2 separate regions of the Mus musculus genome follow, and region 2 is linked to region 1. A link is a contact called in public HiChIP or PLAC-seq data. All regions are on one chromosome and are shown on one strand. The core of a region is the stretch at or near the end of the contact, and the rest is flanking DNA. Distances in the headings are between cores, read along the strand shown. Region 1 has its middle 3.3 kb from the start of Gm51783. Region 2 has its middle 39 kb from the start of Gm51783.

Evidence for each region. HiChIP or PLAC-seq counts read pairs in DNA pulled down with a chosen protein or histone mark.
Region 2: a contact with region 1 is called in an H3K27ac HiChIP or PLAC-seq map of extraembryonic endoderm stem cells. The contact joins two enhancer-like sites. A contact is called at or near these places in 2 of 15 datasets of contacts at CTCF or cohesin (CD8 T cells and large pre-B cells), 26 of 484 Hi-C or Micro-C datasets (the AtT-20 cell line, B cells, the C2C12 cell line and 14 more), 9 of 115 datasets of contacts at active chromatin or transcription factors (CD8 T cells, Th17 cells, embryonic stem cells and 5 more) and 1 of 9 other capture datasets (embryonic stem cells).

The regions. Positions count from the first base shown.
Region 1 is chr10:117,450,751-117,455,727 of GRCm38.p6, reverse strand. No RefSeq gene overlaps it. Among named protein-coding and RNA genes, the nearest start is that of Gm51783, 3.3 kb to the left of the region's middle. Within about 2 kb of position 3,332, at least 63 of the 459 cell types and tissues checked have an H3K27ac peak or open chromatin away from gene starts, as enhancers often do. A contact at or near this core is called in extraembryonic endoderm stem cells, where this site is marked.
Region 2 is chr10:117,493,023-117,498,125 of GRCm38.p6, reverse strand. No RefSeq gene overlaps it. Among named protein-coding and RNA genes, the nearest start is that of Gm51783, 39 kb to the right of the region's middle. Within about 2 kb of position 3,620, at least 49 of the 459 cell types and tissues checked have an H3K27ac peak or open chromatin away from gene starts, as enhancers often do. A contact at or near this core is called in extraembryonic endoderm stem cells, where this site is marked.

The sequences.
Region 1 (4,977 bases), core at 2,083-4,582:
GAGCATCCATAAGATGGCTCAGTCCTAATTCCAGTTACATTGGTTTCTGGCGCCCTCTTCTGGATTCTAGAGGCACTACATGCATGTGGTGCAGCTATAACAGGCAAAACCCACTCATACATAAAATTAAAATAAATAAATAAAAATCTAAAAAAAAAACAAAAACACCCTCTTCGATCATCAGATTGGCAGGAACTAGAATCACCTAAAAAACAAACCTATAGCATGTTTGTGAGGGATTTCTAAGTTGGGCTGAGGTGAGAAGACCCGTCCTAATGTAGGCTATGGGCTGGGACCCTTGACTAAACGAAAAGGATTAAGTCACGTGACAGCATTCAAGGCCCTCTACTTCCTGCCTGTGGATGAAATGTGACCGGAAGCCTCTTGCGTCTGCACTGGACCTTCCAACTATGATGGACTCTGAACCCAAACTGAGAGCCAAAGTTAACCCTTTGGAGGACCGTAGTGTCTACAGCTGCTGTTCTCAACCTGTAGCTCGCAACCCACCTGGGTCAAACGACCCTTTCAGAGGATCGCCTTAGACCATCTGCATATCAGATATTTACAACATGATTCATAACAGTAGCAAATTTACAGTTATGAAGTAGCAATGAAAATACTTTTATGGTTGGGGGTCACCCTAGCATGAGGAGCTGTCTCAAAGAGTGGAAGTGTTAGGAAGGTTGAGAACGGTTAGGAAGGGGGATAAAGGAACACAGGACATTGGGGTGTGCCCTTGAAGAGGCCCTGGAGGCACACATTTTTTTTCCAGCCTACTTTTAAAAAGGTTCACCCTCTCCTCTAGTCCACCACCCAGCAGAGGTAGTGAAAGAGAAAAGTTATTGAATATGTGCATCTCAGGTAATGTGCCACATCACTGGAACCCTAACTCAGCCCTGCAGAATTTTCTCTTCCATGCCTTCATTCTCAGCTTCCGAGGTGATGAGACTGGCAGAAACCCTTGGTCATTGGCAAAATCCTGAGCCTTCTTTCCTTCCTAAGACAAGCTGGTCAATCTCATCCACCCTCAATGTTCTTTTTCTTTGTTTTAAGATTTATTTATTCATTTTATGTATATGAGTACACTGTAGATGTACAGATGGTTGTGAGCCTTCATGTAGTTGTTGGGAATTGAGGTTTTAGGACCTCTGCTTGCTCCGGTCAACCCTGGCCCAAAGATTTATTTATTATTATACACAAGTACACTGTAGCTGTCTTCAGATGCACCAGAAGAGGGCATCAGATCTCAGTACGGGTGGTTGTGAGCCACCATGTGGTTGCTGGGATTTGAACTCAGGACCTCTGGAAGAGCAGTCATTGCTTTTACCTGCTGAGCCATCTCTCCAGCCCCACCCTCGATGTTCTACTGAAGTTTTTGCCATCTATTTCTTCTACAGAGGCTATGGGTGTGGCTTTTAACAGCCCCACAGTACAGGCCAAGCAACACCAAATTAAAATGAAGGCTGCTTTCGGTAAAGGACAGGGTCTCACTGTAACACCCTGGGTGACAGGGAACTCACTATGTAGACCAGGCCAGCCTAGATCTTGAAGAGTGTGTCTCCATCATTGAGAGATACTAACTTCTCTTAGAGCTCAATGATGTGGTAAGAAGAAGAATTCTCTCGGGAAACATTTTCTTACTAAAGAAAACAGTGAGAATTGTCTCATCTGAACGCAGAAAGTGAGACATCTCATTGTGAGTGGATATCCTCTGCTAACCCCATCCCCCTGAGGGAGGCAGGACAGCAGTTGGAGGTCGTCGGGCAACAGGACATGAAGTGCCTGGGTGATATTTTTCACACAAGCTGTGAACATGGTAGGCTTGCCAGCATATTGCCAGTAGCAAGTGTCCCTAAGAACCTCCCAAACCAAGGCTGCTGACAGGTCTGGCATCTTATTGGAAGTGGATTTTGTGACTGGCAACATCTGACAGTTGCCAGGTGGTTTGGAACACTGGTATAGTTTCCTGTTGTTCAACTCTAAGATCTCATGGATAGATAGATAGATAGATAGATAGATAGATAGATAGATAGACGGATAGATAGATAGATCTTGAAAACAGAAAGGTAACTCCTATTTCTCCATCAGTAGTGATCAATGTACTGCACAATTGGTTTGGTGCAGAGATTCTGGAGACCCAAGCCTGGGCTTCAGACAAACTCTCTGTCATTGAACGGACTTGTCATTGAAGGGACCTGTCAGTGCCAGCCCTGTACCATGTAAATTACAGTGACTATAAGATTTTTAAAAAATTCTTCTGTTTATAAAGTTTTAAACAAACAACCCCCCACCCTCCTCACTACAGAAAACCAAGAGCGGTTTTCGGAAACACACCAATGGATACAAGAAGAGGCATGCTTGTGTTCATGTTGGCATAGCCTCGGGCTTTGAGCAGGGGGGCCCACACAGCAGGCTGTACAGCTGTTGAAGGGTAGAAATGGGTCGCACAACCTCACCCTGCCATCGTTTTCTGAGCAGACGCTGTCCTCCACCCCACAGTTCGGGCATTCTGTCTTTAATGTGACATCTGCCCCGCTGTGCCACGCTCAGCTCTGCTCATCTTATGCTAAACATACTTCACCCTCTCCATAGGTGACATCACCCTCTCCATGGGTGACATCACTCTCTCCGTGGGTGACATCACCCTCTCCATAACCTGTGACACAGGTAAATTTTATTAGCAGAGAGCAGCTTACTGGTCCAAGGGGAGCATTTTGCTGAGCTGGAAATCTGTTTCAAATAGTCCGGCTTTAGGATATGCGTGCCTAGCTGCACTTAACATCGTTCCTGTTTTCAGTGGAGATCAAGGAAAGGGTCCCAGATAGATCAAACTGGAAATTAGGGCAGAAGCTGGGCAGATCTGGACTGGGGGTGTTTTGCTCCACTGCAGCCTCCCACTGATAACAGGGGAGAATCAGGTGCCCTCCTCCATCCCTGTACTGTGACCTTTCCCATAGCCCACCTGCCAAGTACACCTTACACTTGCTTGTTGTGTTTCTGAGTATTCTCTGGGCACCCTCTCCCACCTCAGGAAGATACAAGCAGCTAAGAGCAGGTTTCTTATCTGTTTGGCTCTCTGAGGTTCCCCAACCATTTAGAGCTGTGCCCCCGGCCCTTCATGTGCTCCTGGTATCTGTTCAATAAATAACACCTTACCACTTGGTAGGTTAGCGGGGATGAAGGTTTTCACATTTGTAACAGAAAGCACAGCGGGTGGGCCATTAGGAGGCTGAAGAAGACCCCACAGAGCATGGAAGGCCTGGAGGCTGTTATCAGTCGGAGTAGGAGGTGCTCTAAATCAACACCCTCCTGGCCCAGGGAGATTATCAAGTAAGTAAGACAATGGGACCAGACAGAAAGGCACCTGGAAATGAGCCAGCAGGAAGTGGGGAGAGAGTGGTTTCTGGTTTCGATTTTCTTTGTCTTCGTGGGTTTGGTGTTTCACTCTAATCCCTTTTGATCCCCTTGGTTAAATCCTATTATTTAGACACTTGATTCTAGTAGAATCTTTTTTTACCAATAAAAAAATCTCTGTGGTGTCTGTGTGTGTGTGTGTGTGTGTGTGTGTGTGTGTGTGTGTGTGTATGTGTGGGTGGGTGTGTGTAGGCCAGAGGTCCACATAGGCCTCTTCTCCACAATTCTTCTTTCTGAGACAAGGGCTCACCATGAGGCCCTGGCTGTCCTGGAACTCACTACATAGAATAGGCTGACTCCAAACTCACAGAGATCTGCCTGCCTCTGTCTATGTGCTAAGATTGAAGGTGTGTACCACCCATCACCATGCCTGGTACTCACTTAATTTTTTTTAAGACAAGGTCTCTCACAGAACCTGGAGGATACTGATTTGGCAAAATCGGCAGGCCAGGAAGGTCATGACCCTTCCTGTCTACCACCAAGGCACTGCGGTGCCAGGCATAGCTTTTTTGTTGTTGTTGTTTTGTTTGTTTGAAACAGGGTTTCTCTTTATAGCCCTGGCTGTCCTGGAACTCACTTTGTAGACCAGGCTGGCCTCAAACTCAGAAATCAGCTTGCCTCTTTCTCCTGAGTGCTGGGATTAAAGGTGTGCATCACCACGCCCGGCCAGGCATAGCTTTTTATGTGCTTGCTACATCCATGGCAGCCATTTTACCAACTGAGCCATAATTGCATAACTTTCGAAGGTTGTAGGAGGTCGGAGTGAAGCTACACTACTTTTACTGTAGCTTGCCATTTCCTATTGAAAGAAAATGAGATTTTGTAACTTGTGATTCATGTAAAAGAGTTGTCTATGAGCCCGCGGCCTGGGGCCGAGAACAAAGCAGAACAGACAGGGCTGTTAAGACATTCCTAAGAACAGCTTGATTGTACAAGCAGGGCTATCTTGTCTGGGTCAACACCACCTGGCCCGAACCTCCCCTCTGTCTACTGCCCCTTGACACTGGGTAAAGTCATACATCAACTGGTTGCTATGTGAACAAGATAAGCCCCCAGCCCACAGGAACAAAGTCCTGATGCCCTTTTGCTAACATGTAATCTTTCTGTTAATGTTTAAATAAGCTAATAGTGTGTCACTATGCTGAATTCCACACCCCTAAGCCCCTTACCCCATAAAAACCCCTAGCTTTCGAGCCTCGTGGCCGACATCCGTTATCTCCTGTGTGAGATACATGTCAGTCCGGAGCTCCGTAATTAAACGTCCTCATGTATTTACATCAAGATGGTGGTCCTTTGTGATTTTTTTGGGTGCACGCCGAATTGGGAATTGGGTAGGGGTTTCCCCACTAGGTCTAACACTATGGATGCTGAACAAGGGATCCCTACTCACAAACTGAGTCAGGAAGACCTGGCTGAGAACTGACTCCCAAGGAGCCCAGACCTCCTGTCTGTAGAAGACCGACCTCAGCAGCTCTCCCCTGCACTCCTTACATTCTATGAGTAGGGCCCTTGTGGCAGGCCTGGGCAGGTTTTGTCTCCCTTTCTGGCAATCCTATCCCAGGA
Region 2 (5,103 bases), core at 2,371-4,870, 42 kb before region 1:
TACACACCGTGCTGCTAAGCACCAAACTGCTGCTACCCGCTGCATACTTCACGTGCCCCCTCACTCTCCAGTCAAAGCTGACGGGAGTTGAGCTATTATCCATTCACAAGGCGTCACCAAAACCAAACAGTTGGAAGCAAAGTCCAGAAGGGAGCCGTGGCACCAGATCAGGATGTTTGAAGGGCACCGAGGATGGACAGGAGGGTAGAACTCTCTCCAGCTTGGAGAAATCTTACCAAGGCTCTTCTCTGTGAAGATCAAATGGGGTAGTTTTCTGTTTTGGTTTTTAGCTTAGATATAACTTATCCATAGAGTAAAAAGTGTATTTTTAATGTGTGCAACGTGGTTAAAAATGTATGTAGTCTATACCTATGTAACAACCATTCTGTCCATAGGTAAACTGCTTCTGTTCTCCTGTGGTGCTCAATCAGGACCCCTACAGTCTGTAAGCCCTCGAAGGTAACGTCAGTCTGCGGTCCTTCTCCATGGACTTGTTGACCCCGAGCTTCCTGAAGACGGGATCGTGAGCTACTTATGGTACATGTTCTTCTGCTTTGGCCTTCTTTCCCTGGATACTAAGCCTATCGGTTCACAAGCCCTGTTGTGTGAGCACGGATTCATTCTTGTTATTACTGTGTGGCGGCCCATTATACAACCATCCTAGAGTTTATTATCCCATTCTGCTATGGTTGAACAGGTGAGTTGCTTACAGCTTTGTGTTATTAAGAAGAAAGCACCAGGGCTGCAGAGATGGCTCAGAGGTTAAGAGCACTGACTTCTCTTCCAGAGGTCCTGAGTTCAATTCCTAGCAACCACAAGGTGGCTGACAACCATCTGTGATGAGATCTGACGCTCTCTCCTGGGGTGTCTGAAGACAGCTACAGTGTACTTACATGTAATAAATAAATAAACCTTTGGGCTAGAGCAAGTGGGCCTGGAGAGAGAAGAAAAAGTGTCTGAAGACAGCTACAGTGAACTTACATGTAATAAATAAATAAATCTTTCAAAAGAAGAAGAAAGCACCATCAACCTTTGTTGTATATGTGTTTTCTGTTGAGTAGACGACTTCCTCTTCCTCTTCCTCTTCCTCTTCCTCTTCCTCCTCTTCCTCTTCCTCTTCTTCTTCCTCTTCCTCTTCCTCTTCCTCTTCCTCCTTCTCCTCCTCCTCCTTCTTCTTTTTTTCCTCTTGGAAATAGAACCAGGAATGAAATCGCCAGACTGTATGGTGATTTATAATTGACCATTTTCTTGACTTAGTACACTTTACACACCCATCCAACACACATGAGCGAACGTTCCAGTCTGTCCACATTCTCACACTCACTTGGAATTGTCATCCTTTTTTTATGTTCGCCATTCCGTGGGATGTGAAGTGCTGTTCAGCAGAGGGAGACACCGGGGAAGAGCCTCGCCGGCCTCCAGCTCCTCAGTTACCTCCTTACATAAAGCACTCTTTAGTCAAAAAATAGAAGTAGACTACGGATGTTTTAAAGTGTATTTCTCTGGAGCCCAGTGATGCTGACTGGGTACAGCTCTGTATGAACACAGTAGTCACTTAGGATCCATTTCCCAATGAGAGTCACAATGGTTTTAGAAGTCCGTGGGAGGAAATCAACTGCTTTCAGCCTTATTGTCCTCTGCTCTGCCGCTTTATTGTGTTCAATAAATACTTGTGAATTTCCCTGACAAAGTGAGGCTTTCACTCAGTCCCCACTCTATATTCTCCTTAGAGTGCAATCAAATGAACAAGAAATAATGGCACGGCATGCTGTGGCTAGCTCTGGGGTTTCGCCTCATTGAATCCTGGTTTCCCTGAGAACTATTCCAGACTTGGGTTCATCACGTGTGTGTCACGTGATGTGACCCCCTGCGTCTATAAGTTCCATTCACGCACCAGGAGAGCAGCCCAGCACAGAGAGAGGCTTAGAAAGCTCCACTATAGACAGAGAGGACTGGAGAGGATATGCACAGAGTGAAGCAGGAAAGCAGTCAGCGGGCAGTGCAGCAAAGAGACACACGTGGTTCTGGGGTTCCGCTCCTGCTTCCATGGAGCCTCGGCTGCTTTCCTTCCTCACGCCTGTTCTTGGTTCTCTGAAATCCCTCAGAGTCGCCATTTTGAGGGATGCTAATGTGATGGCGCTTTTATTACTCCCTCACACAACTCACTGTGTGAAGGAGCTCTCGAGCTTCCAGGGGTGACCTCCATTCCAAGGCCCCGCCTTCAGGCATACCTTGCAAAATGCTAAATGTTTTACATTAAATTCAGTAAATGATAGGAACGAAATTAAAACTAGGAGAAGACAAAGAGAGAGAGAGAGAAAGAGAGAGAGAGAGAGAGAGAGAGGAAGAAGAAGAAGAAGAAGAAGAAGAAGAAGAAGAAGAAGAAGAAGAAGAAGAAGAAGAAGGAAAGGAAAAGGAAAAGGAAAAGGAAAAGGGAAAGGGAAAAGGAAAAGGAAAAGGAAAAAAAGAGAAAGAAACCATAGGGTCTCAGTTACATTTTTCTTTTCCCTATTGTGGTTCGTTGTTTGTCAACTTAACACAGAAAAGTTATCTGGGAAGAGGAACCTCAATGGAGAAAAAAAAAAAAAAAAAAAGAATGCCTCCATCGAATCTCCTATGAGCCAGTCTTTAGGGCATTTTCTTGATCAGTTTGATAGGAGAGGGCCCAGCCCGCAGGAGGCAGTGCCAACCCTAGGCAGGCAAACCTGGGTTCTATAAGAAAGCAAGCTGAGGCTGGTGAGATGGCTCAGTGGGTAAGAGCACCCGACTGCTCTTCCGAAGGTCTGAAGTTCAAATCCCAGCAACCACATGGTGGCTCACAACCATCTGTAACAAGATCTGACGCCCTCTTCTGGAGTGTCTGAAGACAGCTACAGTGTACTTACATATAATAAATAAATAAATCTTTAAAAAAAAAAAAAAGAAAAGAAAGAAAGCTGAGCAAGTCATGGGAAACAAGCCAGCTAGCAGCATCCCTCCATGGCCTCTGCATCAGCTCCTGCCTCCAGGGTCCAGCAGTGACGGACTTTGATTAAAACATATAAACCAAAGAGATCCTTTCGTCATAGGCAGGTGACTAGAGACACTGTATTTGACCGCGGTGTTTGTCACAGTAATAGAAGGTGGACCAGGACGCCCACTGTGTGCCTTTGCTGCAGTCTTTATCTTCTTTAACTTTCTTTTTCCTCCTTTTTTTCTTGGCTTTGGAAAGCATAGAGTGTCCTCAGAAAAAGAACAGCCATAAAACGGTCTTGCAGCGCGAGTTGATGTTCTCCAAACCCTGGGCTGCTATATTTTTGTTTCCTATGAGAGAGGAGCCCTCTGCAACTATTGACTAAAGAGAAACCGTGCCTTGGTTGAGAGTTTGTCACCTTGTAGAGATAAAGGAATGAACCAGGTCCTCCATGAGCCCAGCCCAGTTGAGAGAGTGAAAGCAAACAAATGGGGGTCACAGCTCTAAATCTTAAGAAACGTGTCTCTTGTACTATTCAACGAGTTTCACAGTCTGGTGGTCTGGCTGTAACCCAGACCTTTGTTTGGAAGATCTCACGGGTCTGTGTACGCAACGTTATCACTATACCACGTGACCGGACCGCCTTCCCCAATGTTACAAAGTGTAAAAAGGCCAGCGGTGAAATCGATCTGAGATTCCAGCCCGAGAAGAGGAGGAAGAGGCAGCTTTGAAAAGCTTATGCTGTGCTCCAACAGAAAGAAAAATCTGGATGAAAGCGCAGACCACAAGCGGCAGCGTGGCCCAGCTTTCTCACATGTATCGTATTTGATTCCCTCGCTTGGTTTTTAATTCCTGCACGTATACACCTCTTTCCGTTGAAAAGATTCTTTCCTGCCTGATGTTAAAGGAAGGTGGGGGAGACCTTGGTGAGTGGGTGTTGCCTCAAGGATGCTTGAGGAAGCCTTGGAAAGTTTTAGTTATGAGAGGCAGGCTTTTAAAGGCTGAAAGTACCACTTATTAAACTCACCCTCTCCATCCCCCCCGCCCCTCCCCCCTGCCCCCTCCCCCCCCCCTCCCCACGCGCACTCGGCCCTGCAACCGGATCCTGTGGTTTCTGCTAGGAAATTCCATCCCATCTTCTGAGAGGCATTATCTTCTTTAAATGAGTAAAGCGAAACAAGAAAAAAAAATCCTTTCTCAGGTACTCCCTTTAATCCTTAACCTACTTAGCCTTGTGTCTTTCAAGTATCAAAGGGAATTAGTGCTGAGGTATGTGAACATGGGTCTGTTGAAAAAGTTACTCTGTATATAAGGAAGGTATTAGCTACAGGCTGAAGTCTTTTTCCTGATGCCAAATGTGTGTGTTAGTTCCCCTAAACAGAATGGAGCCAGAGGCCAGACAGCTTCTTAGTTTAGGGTCCTCAGTGAGATTGTCCCAAAGATACATCCAAATATGCTGCTTAGGACATTACAAAGTGTCAATCAAGCTTTGACATTTCTTAACTTTTGAAATATTTTTCTAAGTAATTTTCAAACTTGGTTGTTTGTTTGTTTGTTTTAATATTACCCTTTCTTTCTGGAAAAGACATGACTGGGTAGCAGCCTGTGTCTAGTATAACCCTTGCCTTCTCTCATCCAGAAAAGTTCAGAGTTAGCATCACATTGCTGGATCAGAAACTAGAGGCCTTCAGTCACTGGTGATAAGACTCTATCCATCACTTATTGGCTCAGCCAACCTTTAGGTCTTTGTTTAAATGTCACTTTTGTAGAAACACAAGATTCTCAACAGGTTTGTGTTATCATATTGTAATAGGTTGACTATGCTTGTCTTTCGCCTCCTACTACCCCCTCCTTCAAATGATCAGACCCCACAGTTTCTCTCCAATGGAGAAAATATTCATCTTCATTAGTCAACACACACTTGTGTAGTCGGTACTTAACACATATCTATTGGTGGGATGCATGCAGTCAGGAGGGACAGACACTTGAATGCCGATGCTCAGCCCACTTGCTTCTTTTCTTTTCTTCTTTAAGATTTATTTATTTTATATGTGTGAGTACATTGGTGCTGTCTTCAGACACACCAGAAGAGGGTATCAGATCTCATTAAAGATGGTTGTGAGCCACCATGTGGTTGCTGGGAATTGAAC